2 separate regions of the Macaca mulatta genome follow, and region 2 is linked to region 1. A link is a contact called in public Hi-C data. All regions are on one chromosome and are shown on one strand. Each heading gives the region's core, a stretch centred on a gene start, on an enhancer-like site or on the middle of the called end of the contact. The rest is flanking DNA. Distances are from core to core; before and after follow the strand shown.

Region 1 (5,277 bases), core at 1,862-4,361:
GGTGGAGCAGTTTGGATGGAGTGGGGCAGAGCCCTAACGAGCAGCAACCTTGGCTCTGCTGCCTCAGCCCTGGCAGGAGCTCAGGCCTTCCCATTCACGGTCATTGGGCAGCCTCAGGACACCTCTTCCGAGCCCCATTGCAGCCCTCCTTTTTCTTCTTTTCCTTGCTCTTCTTCCCACCCCTCTTTCTTTTTCCTCTTCCTTCTCTCCTTGTCCCTCTTCTCTGCCAGGCACTGACATGAATGCTGAGAGCAGAGAGCTGAGTGATCCAGGCCCCTGCGCCCCTTGCACCTGTTCCTACGTGTGCCGTCCCTCACTCCTCCCTCCCTCTCCTCCTCCCTTTCCCCATCGGATCCCCACTTCCTCGTGCTTCTCTGTGGCTTTTTCCACTTCTTACCCTTTTCCTTCTTGCTTTCCTTTTGTCTGTTACCTTGGTTCTTGTTCATTCATACATTCATTCATTTGTTCACTTGGCAAATAGTGACCTCATGTGGTTCCACAGAGAGAGCTGGGGTGTGACACCATGAGACTCGGTCTCTGCCCTGAGAGGGCCGTTGGTCTGTTGATGTTGATGTTGTCCCCGCTACCCCCATCTCAAGTGTGCAGAACAGTGGCTGGCACGCAGTAAGCACTCAATAAATAGCTGCTCAATTGAGCTAATGGTCTCTCTCTGCATGGCTTTCTCTCTCCATCGTTCCTTCCCCCAGCCTCTCCCTCATGGGTCTAGTGACAGGGGAGGCAGGCAGGCTGGGCCTGGAGCCCTGAGCACAGAGACCCAGTGTGTGTTTGGGTTCCCACTTGCAAAGCTGCCTGCAGCCCAGCAGAAGGTGTCTGCGTTGGTTCCACCCCTCACGCGGCTGCCTCATTTCTCCCTCCAGAACCCTACACGTGTGGCGCCTGTGGGATCCAGTTCCAGTTCTACAACAACCTGTTGGAGCACATGCAATCCCACGCAGGTAAGGGGCCCAGCTGCCCACCAGGGATACAGCTCCTCTCCCCCTCCCCTTCCTCAGTTCCTGCAAACGGAAGAGACGGTTAGGGCCTGACCTGAGGCGCCTGGGGAAGACCGCTCTTTCCTGGAAGGAATGCTCATAGGACATGGAACCTGCTTGCAGGGAGCCCCAGTCAGTCAGTTATTAGCACAGGCTGGTCTGTGCTCTGCAGGCGGGGGCGGTGGGGAGGCAGCACAGGCTCTGTGGGAACACAGAGAGATGGGACAGAATTGAAAAGACTTCCTGGAGGTGGTGGCCTCTTGGCTGGGCCTAAAGGCCAAGTAGGAGCTAGCCTGGAAGCGAAATGTGCAGGTGGAAATGGAACATGGTTTGAGATCAAGATGAGCAGAGGCAGAAGGTGGGGATGGAGAGACATGCAGCCCAAGGCAAACTGGGCTAAGGCCCGCCTCAGAGCAGAGTCTCATTCACTAACACCCTATGTCCCAGAATGCAATTCTGTCCAAACTTGAGGACACATCAGAATCACCAGGAGGCTGGCTAGAGCACAGATTTCTAGACTCCATTGTGAATTTCTGATTCTGTAGGTCTGCAGAGGTGAGGACTAGGATTTGCATTTTTGGTAAGTCTTAAGACAGTGCTGATGCTACTGGTTCAGGGACTAACCCTTTGAGAACCACTGCTCTAGAGCTACAGGTGCAGTCATCTGCTCTCCAGGCAACCTTTTTATTATATTTCACCACAGCATAACACAAGTCTTAGGGAGACACTATTTGCTGGAATAAGTCAGTAATTCCACATTCTCAGTGGTTACACATACAGATCATTTACTTCTTACTCACATTATAGCCCAATGCACATGACCTCGTTAGGTGGCTTCCACATGGTCATTCAGGGATCAAGGCTCTTTTTTCTTGTGGCTTCATCCTCCTCTAGATCTTCGGCGTCCTCTCTCTTTGTGGATGGAGAGAGAGGCTGTGGAGCAGGCACACTTCTTTACCATTTCAGACCACAAATGACACCTGTAGATGCTCAAATTCCAGTGTGGAGAATTAGTCACATGACCAGCCTGAATCCATGAGCGGAAGCATGTCCAGAGCCACTGTCCCAGCACAGCTGGACACTCTGCAAAGGGAAGCATGAGTCTGGGGAGGCAGCTAGCTGTCCCTCCACCCCTTTCCCCAGAGGAATTCTCTAGAGGCATTAGAAATAATGGGTGAGAAGTCCCTGACATATAATGGGGTTCAGTAATTGGTACCTGCTGTTATTTCACCTGTTATTGTTATTGTACAAATCTTTCACGTCATCTCCCAGGTCTGGCCTGACTAGCATAGAGTATTACAGTACTAGAATCTCTTTTAGGCTAAGTACTGTTCTGTTAGTGTAGTCTCTGTCATTCACTCATTCATCCAGCATATATTAATTGGGTATCTGCTGTATACTAGGCATAAAATCACATGATCTTTTGGGGGAGCCTATTATTTATTTCTAATGAACTTAAAATCAAGACAGAGCTCTGGAGTTGCAGCCAAGGCACTTGCCTCGGAGACCTGCTCTAACTGGTGTGTCTGGGTACTGTGTGACCTCCTGCAGGAAGCTATGTCTCCATCTCTAAAGGGCCTGAAAATCCCCTGTCTCCAGCAACCTACCCCACACCACGCTTGCCACCCCCTGCTTTCCTTTGTCGTCAGCCGTGCCTCACCAGGGAAGGCCTTGAATGCCAGCTCAAGGTGTTTAGACCCCATGGGGAAGCAGGACCCCCGGTCCTGCCTGAACATATCACCTGGTCCTGAGACTCCCACAGCACAGCCTCCTGCACTCTTCCTCTGAAGCCTCGGCACTCTGCCCGCGCCCTGCCAGCTTCTGGAAGCTGAGCTGTGATTAGGGAAGAGCCTGGGTGCCAGTGCTTTCCCATCCCTGGAGACCATTAAAATGCAAATCAGGGCTGAGCCTTGAGGTGGCCCCACCTCTCCCAAGCATCTTGACTTGTTTTCAGAGTGGAGCCGCGGGCTGCTTTGTTCTGGTTCAGCGCAGCCAGAGAATGCCTGGCTGGCAATCAAGCGCAAAGCCAGGCTGAATCCCAGCCACCCTGAATCGGGATTAAAGGCTTCGCTCCATAGAGAGAAATTAAGCATCATGAGCTGCGCAGTTCACAGCGCCGCCGATAAGGAGGATCAGCCTTGAATAACACCAATCTCATTATGGGGCTGCTGAATGGCACAGGGTAATTCCCGCTAATAAACTTCCTTTCTGTGCTATAGGAAAACCTGGCGTGCCTTGGTGACGTTGGAGAAGCGTGCTTTGGCAGTAATAATACCAAAGATAACTAAAATTTTGCAAGTGCTTTCTGTGCGTCACTTGTGGTATGAGAGCTTTACACAGGTTATTTCATCAGATCTTCCTGATTAGGTAGTTGACATTTTCATCCCTATTATGCAGATGATGAAACCGAGGCTCAAAGAACATAATCACTGGCCCAAAGTTGCACATCTCCTAAAATAAAAGCATCCAATAGCATTTGAGCTTTTACTTGGCGCCAGGCCTTGTTCTAAGACTTTTACATATATTCACTCATTTAATTCTCAGAACAACCCTCAGAGTTAAGTGCCCATAACAGCTCTGCTTCATAGCTGACGAAACGGAGGCACAAATTGGTTAAGTAACTTGTCCAAGGCTATGCAGTCACAGTGGCAGGCTATGGATAGGATTCCAGCTCTCGCAGTGAACTCCAGAGCCCACGCTCTCAACATCCACCCTGTGCAGCCTCAGGTAGACCCTGATGGAAGATTAGCAGAGATGGAAGCCCTCTCAGAGGTCATCTCTTTCAGCCTCCTCATTGAAGTACAGCCAGGAAGACCACAGCTAAGAGGGATTGGGAGACTCAACAGACAGCAAGCAAGCTGGCAGCTCATGAGTTTAGGATTTTGGAGATGACCACACCTGGTTTGTTCCTTCCTTCTTTCCTTCCTTCCTTCCTTCCTTCCTTCCTTCCTTCCTTCCTTCCTTCCTTCCTTCCTTCCTTCCTTCCCTCCTTCCCTCCTTCCCTCCTTCCCCCCTTCCCCCCTTCCCCCTTTCCCCCCTTCCCCCCTTCCCCCCTTCCCTCCTTCCCTCCTTCCCTCCTTCCCTCCTTCCCTCCTTCCCTCCTTCCTTCCTTCCTTCCTTCCTTCCTTCCTTCCTTCCTTCCTTCCTTCCTTCCTTCCTACCCTGGTTTCTTCCTTTCTTCCTTTCCTGGTACCACTGCACTCCAGCCTGGGGTGACAGAGCAAGACCCTGTCTCTAAAATGTAAAAATAATATTACCATCAACCCAGAAAGTTTCTTCATGCCTCTTTGCAGTCATTCCCTTTCTCCTACCCTAGCTACTGGCAACTAACACCTGCTTTCTTTCATTGTAGTTTTGCCTTTAGTGGATTTTATTACATATGGAGTTCTACAGTATTTAGCCTCTTGTGTCTAACTTCTTTCACTTAGCATACTTTTGAGGTTTGTCCATGTTCTGTGTTACCAATAATTCCTTTATTTTGCTGAGTTGTATTTCATTGTCTAAATATATCACAATTTGTTTATCCATTCACCAACTGATGGTCATGTAGATCTCCAGTTTGGGGCTATTATGAATAATGCTGCTATGAACATTCATGTACAAGTCATGTACATGTTTTTAACTCTCTTGGGTATATACCTGAAAGTGGAGATACTGAGCTGTAAGGTAATTCTGTTTAATACTGTGAGGAATCACCAGATTGTTTCCTAAAGTAGCTGCACCATTTTTACATTTCTACCAGCAGTGTATGAAGATTCTAATTTCTCTATATCCCTGTCTATACCTTTTATCATCTTCCTTCTTGATAATAGCCATCCTAGTGCATGTGAAATGGCATTTCATTGTGGTTTTGATTTACATTTTTCTGACAGCTAATAATGTTGAGCATCTGTTCCTGTGCTCATTGACCACATTGGCAAAGGATCTGAATACACATTTCTCCAAAGAAGATATACCCAGTAATGGGATTGCTGGAAGAAATGGTAGATCTACTTTTAGGTCTTTAAGGAACCTCCATGCGTTTTCCATAGTGGTTGTCCTAGTAAAAGTGTTCCCTTTCCACCACATCCCTGCCAACATCTATTATTTTTTGATTTTTAAGTTATGGCCATTCTTGCAGGAATAAGATGGTACTGCACTGTGGCTTTGATTTGCATTTCCCTGATCATTAGTGATGTTGAGCATTTTTTCATGTTTGTTGGACGTTCATTTATCTTCTTTTGAGAATTATCTATTCATATCCTTAGGCCACTTTTTGATGGGATTGTTTATTTTTTTCTTGCTG
Region 2 (5,277 bases), core at 1,687-4,186, 350 kb before region 1:
TTCCTCCTGAGCAGTAGATGCATCTCACAGGGGTGGAACAGGAGGACCAGCACTGATTTCCTGCATCTCAGATCCCTCTGCTTGCTGGGCAGAGACTGGATTGGAGATGACTATTGCAATAGAGAGAAGGGGGCAGCCTGCAGATAGGCTTTGGGGTTCACACATAGGATTTAGTGATGGTTTGGCTGTCAGGAGGACAAGGAGAAAAGGGAGGGAGGAGTGGAGGGTGAGTCCTCTATTTCTTGCTTGATCAACTGAGCAGTTGAAGAAACCATTTATCGAGAAGAGGAAGACTCAGGACTTTGGAAGAAGATTAGGAACTCAAAATTTGATTGACATTTTGAGCAACAAATGAGAGAGAGGACAGAGAGAGATTCCCCAAGACTAAGGAGAGAGCCTGGGTCTGCCAATCTCATAGGTGCCTGGCTCCAGGTGGGACGGGCTGGAGTCAGCTTTTGTTTTGATTCTAGAAAAATAGTCATGCAGCAATATTTCTTGTATCTGGAATTTCTAGAGTAAAGTTCACACCCACTGATATGGTTTGGCTGTGTCCCCACCCAAATCTCATCTTGTAGTTTCCATAATCCCCACATGTTGTGGGAGGGACCAGGTGGAGATAATTGAATCGTGAGGGCTGTTTCCCCCATCCTGTTCTTGTGATAATAAGTTAGTTCTCATGAGATCTGATGGTTTCATAAGGAGCTTCCCCCTTCACTGGGCACTCAATTTTCTCCTTCCTGCTGCTATGTGAAGAAGGATGTGTTTGCTTCCCCTTCTCCCATGACTGTAAGTTTCCTGAGGCCTCCTCAGCCAGGCCAAACTGTGAGTCAATTAAACCTTGTTCCTTTATCAGGTATGTCTTTATTAGCAGCTTGAGAACGGACTAATACACCCACCATACACATATATGCATAAAACACTCTGGAAGGCTCCACACCACAACCTCACGTTCTTTATTTCGGGGCGCTGAGGGTGGAGGGTGATATTCTTCTCTTCCTTTTGTTCTTTTTTGTGTTTTCTCATTCTAAATTAAACATGGGTTATTTATTTTCCCATCTCTTTCCTCTTTTCTATCCTCATCCTTGCAAAGAAACCCAAAGTTCCAGCCATATTGGCCTGGAACTGGGTTGATCAGGAGAGAAAAAGTCACCCTTTTTTCTAAAAGGCAGAGTGGAGGGTGCTCTCCTGTTGCACAGAATTCTGGGACCTGGTTTGACCAGACTTGGACAAGGCGTCACTCTGCCTCTGGCTGGGAGGGGTCCTTGAACATCTTTTCTTCAATTTGCAATTGTGTCGGAGGGCATTCCAAGTGGAGGGTACGAGTAGGTGCGATACCTGCAGTCAGGAGACAGCATGGAAATTAGGGGACCTGCAGAGGAAGGATGTGGCAGGAGCAATGGGTATGAGGGGCACGGCGAGTGCACTGAGGGAGACAGGAGCTAGATCCTGCAGGCTCTTTTGGGCCCCTGGACTCCCGTGAAGCAGTGGGGGGTGGTTGTCCTTGCTGTTCCCATATATAGAGGAGGGAATGAAGCATCCTGCAGCACAGTGACTTGCCTTGCAGGGCTGAGGCTGGAAGCCAGGTCTCCCAGGGGGCTGCAGAGGCACAGGCTCTGAGGGAAGGGGGGCCAAGTGCAGACCCTGCTCAGGTTCTTTCCATTCTCTCCAGCTCCCCCAGGCCTTGTGAAGCCTCAGGAACACCCCTCTCTGCAAAGGACAAGGCCAGGATTTGACACAGGAGCAGGTCTCAAAGCTACTGGGAAAACTGGGACCCCTTCAAAGGCAGACACTGGGATAACTCCTCTTGAAGCCTCTGCAAATGCTGCGGAGGAGAAGGGGAAAGTAGGGAGGAAGGAAAAGGAGGGAAGAGGGGAGGGAGGAGGGAAGAAGCAGGAGGAAGGCAGAGAAGAGGGAGGAGGGTAGGGAAAGGAGGGAGGAGGAGGGTGGGGAAGGGAGGGAAGAGGGAGGAGGAAGGAAGAGGAAGACGGAGAGGAAGATGGGGAAGGGAGGGAGGAGGAAGGCAGAGAAGAGGGAGGAGGGAAGCAGAGAGGAGGAAAAAAGTCAACAGAGAGGAGGGAGGAGGGTGGAGAAGGGAGGGAGGAGGCAAGAGGGAGGAGGAAGGAAGAGAGCAGGAAGGAGAGTGGAGAAGGGAGGGAGGAGGGTGGAGGAGGAAGTGGGGAGGAAGGAAGAGGGGATGTGGATATTGGCCTCCCATCACCTTTTAAAGGAAGGAATCCCACCCTCTCCAGGGAATGAAGACTCCTGGATGTCTCCTTCCTGGGGCCTCAGTTTCTCCTTCTGAGCAGGAAGTGTATAGGTGCCCTTTCTGGTGGCTTTCTCTCTCCTCCTGCCACCCTCCCCGCTTCCCATTTCCCATCTGCAGAATTTCTCGCTCTGCGTGCGTTGAGTGGTGTGTAGGCAGAGCCAGGCGCTGCTGTGGATGTTCGGGAATCAACTGCTCTGTTCAGCAGTCACCCACACAAGGTGGATCATTGTCACCTTCTAAGCTTCTAGTAATTCTGAGCCCTGTCCTCGGCCCTCTTTCCCCTTCCTTCCCTCCGCCGCGATCTCTCCTGCCCCGGGCTCTCCATAAACGATCCCCGAGGGGCCTGGCGTCGCCGCCGCGGGCGAGTGTCATTGGGGACTTTTCCAGGCTGCGCGGTGCGGAGCGCTGCAGGGTATGGAGGGTTGGAAACTGCGGAGTCAGCGCTTCTGCCGAGCTCCCAGCGCGGACCCTGAGGGCCAGTTGGGGGTGAGGGTCAGGGGAGGGAGCGGGGGATCCCACCCTGCAGCCCTCACACTCAGGCCTACACTCCCCGGTTTGGAGCCCAAGTAACCCCCTCCGGTCCTCCCCACCACCCGCGGGAACTCGAGAACCGGTAAGGGAGTTCGCACCCTGCTTTGCAGCTGCCTTGACTTTGGCCCCTCTCGGATCTGTTTCCTCTTTAGGAAACCGTGGAGATGCGTGCTGCCCCAGAGAATACAGGCGTGTTTACCAAAACCGCTTTGTAAGCAAGGGTTGCGCGCTTGCTACGTAGGTAGGGGAGGCTCTCCATGCAGTCTTTCCTGGTGCTGGAAGGGTGAGGCTTTGAAATCCAGCTGCCCGGGTTCTAACCTCCGTGCTGAATGACCTTGAGAGAGTCATGCAGCGTCTCTGTGCCTCAGTTTCCTCCTATGTGAAGTAGGGATGATATTTGTAGCACCTACTTTCCGTGGTTAGTTTGCGAATTCAGTGTGTTCCCCAGTAAGTGCTGGCTGTTGTTATAATTGCCCCATTTTGCAGGTGGGGATACTGAGGCTCTGGGCTCTGGGTGCCTTTCTTTAGGGTGCAAAACTGATAAGCAGGGAAGTCCGGGTCTGCAGGCTCCCTCCAGAGCTCCTTCATGGTGTCAAGTACACTGGGATGTCCCCAGTGACCTCTCCTAAGGGTCTTGGCTCCCAACTCTCTCCCACCTCCTTTTCAGGCTGTTCCTCTGAGGATGAGGTGCCACCCTCAGTACAGAGATACCCAGCAGTGGACTAACTTCAAGCTCTAGAAGGAGTTTAAAAGACGCTGCCAGGTCGAGGGCCTTGACCCAGGAGGTCCCCCCTGCCTTGACTGTGAGAGGCATTGGGCAGAACCCCAGGTTCTGAGCCTTCGCTGGAAGCTCCTGCTGGCTCTGTACAACAGTCAAAAGACCCGAGGTTATGGAGTCAGCCAGATCTGGTTTGAAATCTTCCTCTGTTGCTTATGCTTTTGGGTCAATACCTCCCCTCCCAGAGTCTAGTTTTATTAAAACCATAAAATGGAACCTTAACCTTTGCCTTGTGGGGTGATGACAAGGCTTAGAGGTAATTATGCAAAGCCACTCACAGGTAGCTGGCATTAGGGTCAGCGTACCATTGCTAGGAACTGGCTATGCGAACCTGCACATGTCTGTTACCTTTTCTCCGCCTCATTTTCCCCATCCTGGTAATAAAATGACTGTTCCAATGCACTTTAAATGCCACGATGGATCAAAACTTGCTCAATCTTGGTGGTATTCCAGGAGCTCCGAGGAGGGAGGGGTCGGGAAGGCCTGTCTTGGTGCCAGTACCTGGACCTTTAAAGACTCTTTGACATGTGTCTTAATGAATGAACAGAGCTGCCAAGGGTGAGTGCAGAAATGAATACCCAAATGTGCATTCACCCATGAGTCTCCTTCCACATCACTGCAGCCTCCAGCCTCATGACAAGGCCAGGCAATACTCTGGGGAAAAGGTTCAAGTCGCACGAACAAGGAACTCATGATTCACAACAAAAACACTTAATAATTGAGTCTAGACATCATGAGTCTTTCTGCCCAGTTTTCAAAGTACCTTCACATCCATGATTTTACTTGATGTTCCCAATGACTTGACCAGGAAAGCCTTATTGTAATTACTGTTATTATTATTTCTTTTTCTTTCTTTTTTTTTTTTTTGAGATGGAGTCTTGCTCTGTCACCCAGGCTGGAGTGCAATGGCGCCTTCTTGGCTGACTGCAAGCTCCGCCTCCCAGGTTGACACCATCTCCTGCCTCAGCCTCCCGAGTACCTGGGACTACAGGCGCCCGCCACCATGCCCGGCTAATTTTTTGTATTTGTAGTAGAGACGGGGTTTCACCATGTTAGCCAGGATGATCTCGATCTCCTGACCTCATGATCCGCCCACCTTGGCCTCTTAAAGTGCTGGGATTACAGGCGTGAGCCACCACGCCCGGCCTGTTATTATTATTTCTATCATTACTGTTTATCTCGTTTTACTGTGGGATGCTGCCACTTCCTATTCCTGGGCCCCCCAAACATGAGCAATCAATCAGGGGTTCTTGTCTCTTCGTGTCTTCAGAATGCTTCTCCATCAAGCACTCTGGCTAGTCACCACCAATCAATTGAAGTCCTCATGACAGCTGAGACCCGTTTTGCTTCCCTGGCTAGCAACTATCCTAAAGGCAATAAATTCCTATTAAATTAACTTGAAAGGCTCAAAGAGGAAGAGGCAAGCTAGGCTCAGGGCCTGGATTTCCTGACGCCCACCCAATCCAGTGCTCTGCATGCAAACATCACTTAGAAGCCTCCTTCCTTCAAGGGTTCTCCCATTTCTCTGACCTAATGAGACAGCTCCAGACTCTGTGAAATATGCAAACACACACACATAAATCCTTCCTCCATGGCAGACTTTCCTTCAAAAAAGAAAAAATTACCCAGCAGTGTTGGCAGTGAGATCAGGCAAGACGAATTTGGGGACTAGCCAGTTGCGACAACCAGGTACACCATTCCT

The links. A called contact is a pair of places that touch in the nucleus more often than the background predicts.
Region 2: a contact with region 1 is called in a Hi-C map of fetal cortical plate, with 3 times the contacts expected there. The contact joins two enhancer-like sites. A contact is called at or near these places in 6 of 14 Hi-C or Micro-C datasets (CD4 T cells, blood, cortical neurons and 3 more).

What each region holds. Positions count from the first base shown.
Region 1 is chr15:44,285,780-44,291,056 of T2T-MMU8v2.0, reverse strand. ZNF618 (zinc finger protein 618) reads left to right here. Exons shown (of 15, transcript XM_077968268.1): 13 at 879-956. Among named protein-coding and RNA genes, the nearest start is that of AMBP, 37 kb to the right of the region's middle. Within about 2 kb of position 3,111, at least 4 of the 40 cell types and tissues checked have an H3K27ac peak or open chromatin away from gene starts, as enhancers often do. A contact at or near this core is called in fetal cortical plate, where this site is marked.
Region 2 is chr15:44,632,835-44,638,111 of T2T-MMU8v2.0, reverse strand. No RefSeq gene overlaps it. Among named protein-coding and RNA genes, the nearest start is that of ZNF618, 190 kb to the right of the region's middle. Within about 2 kb of position 2,936, at least 7 of the 40 cell types and tissues checked have an H3K27ac peak or open chromatin away from gene starts, as enhancers often do. A contact at or near this core is called in fetal cortical plate, where this site is marked.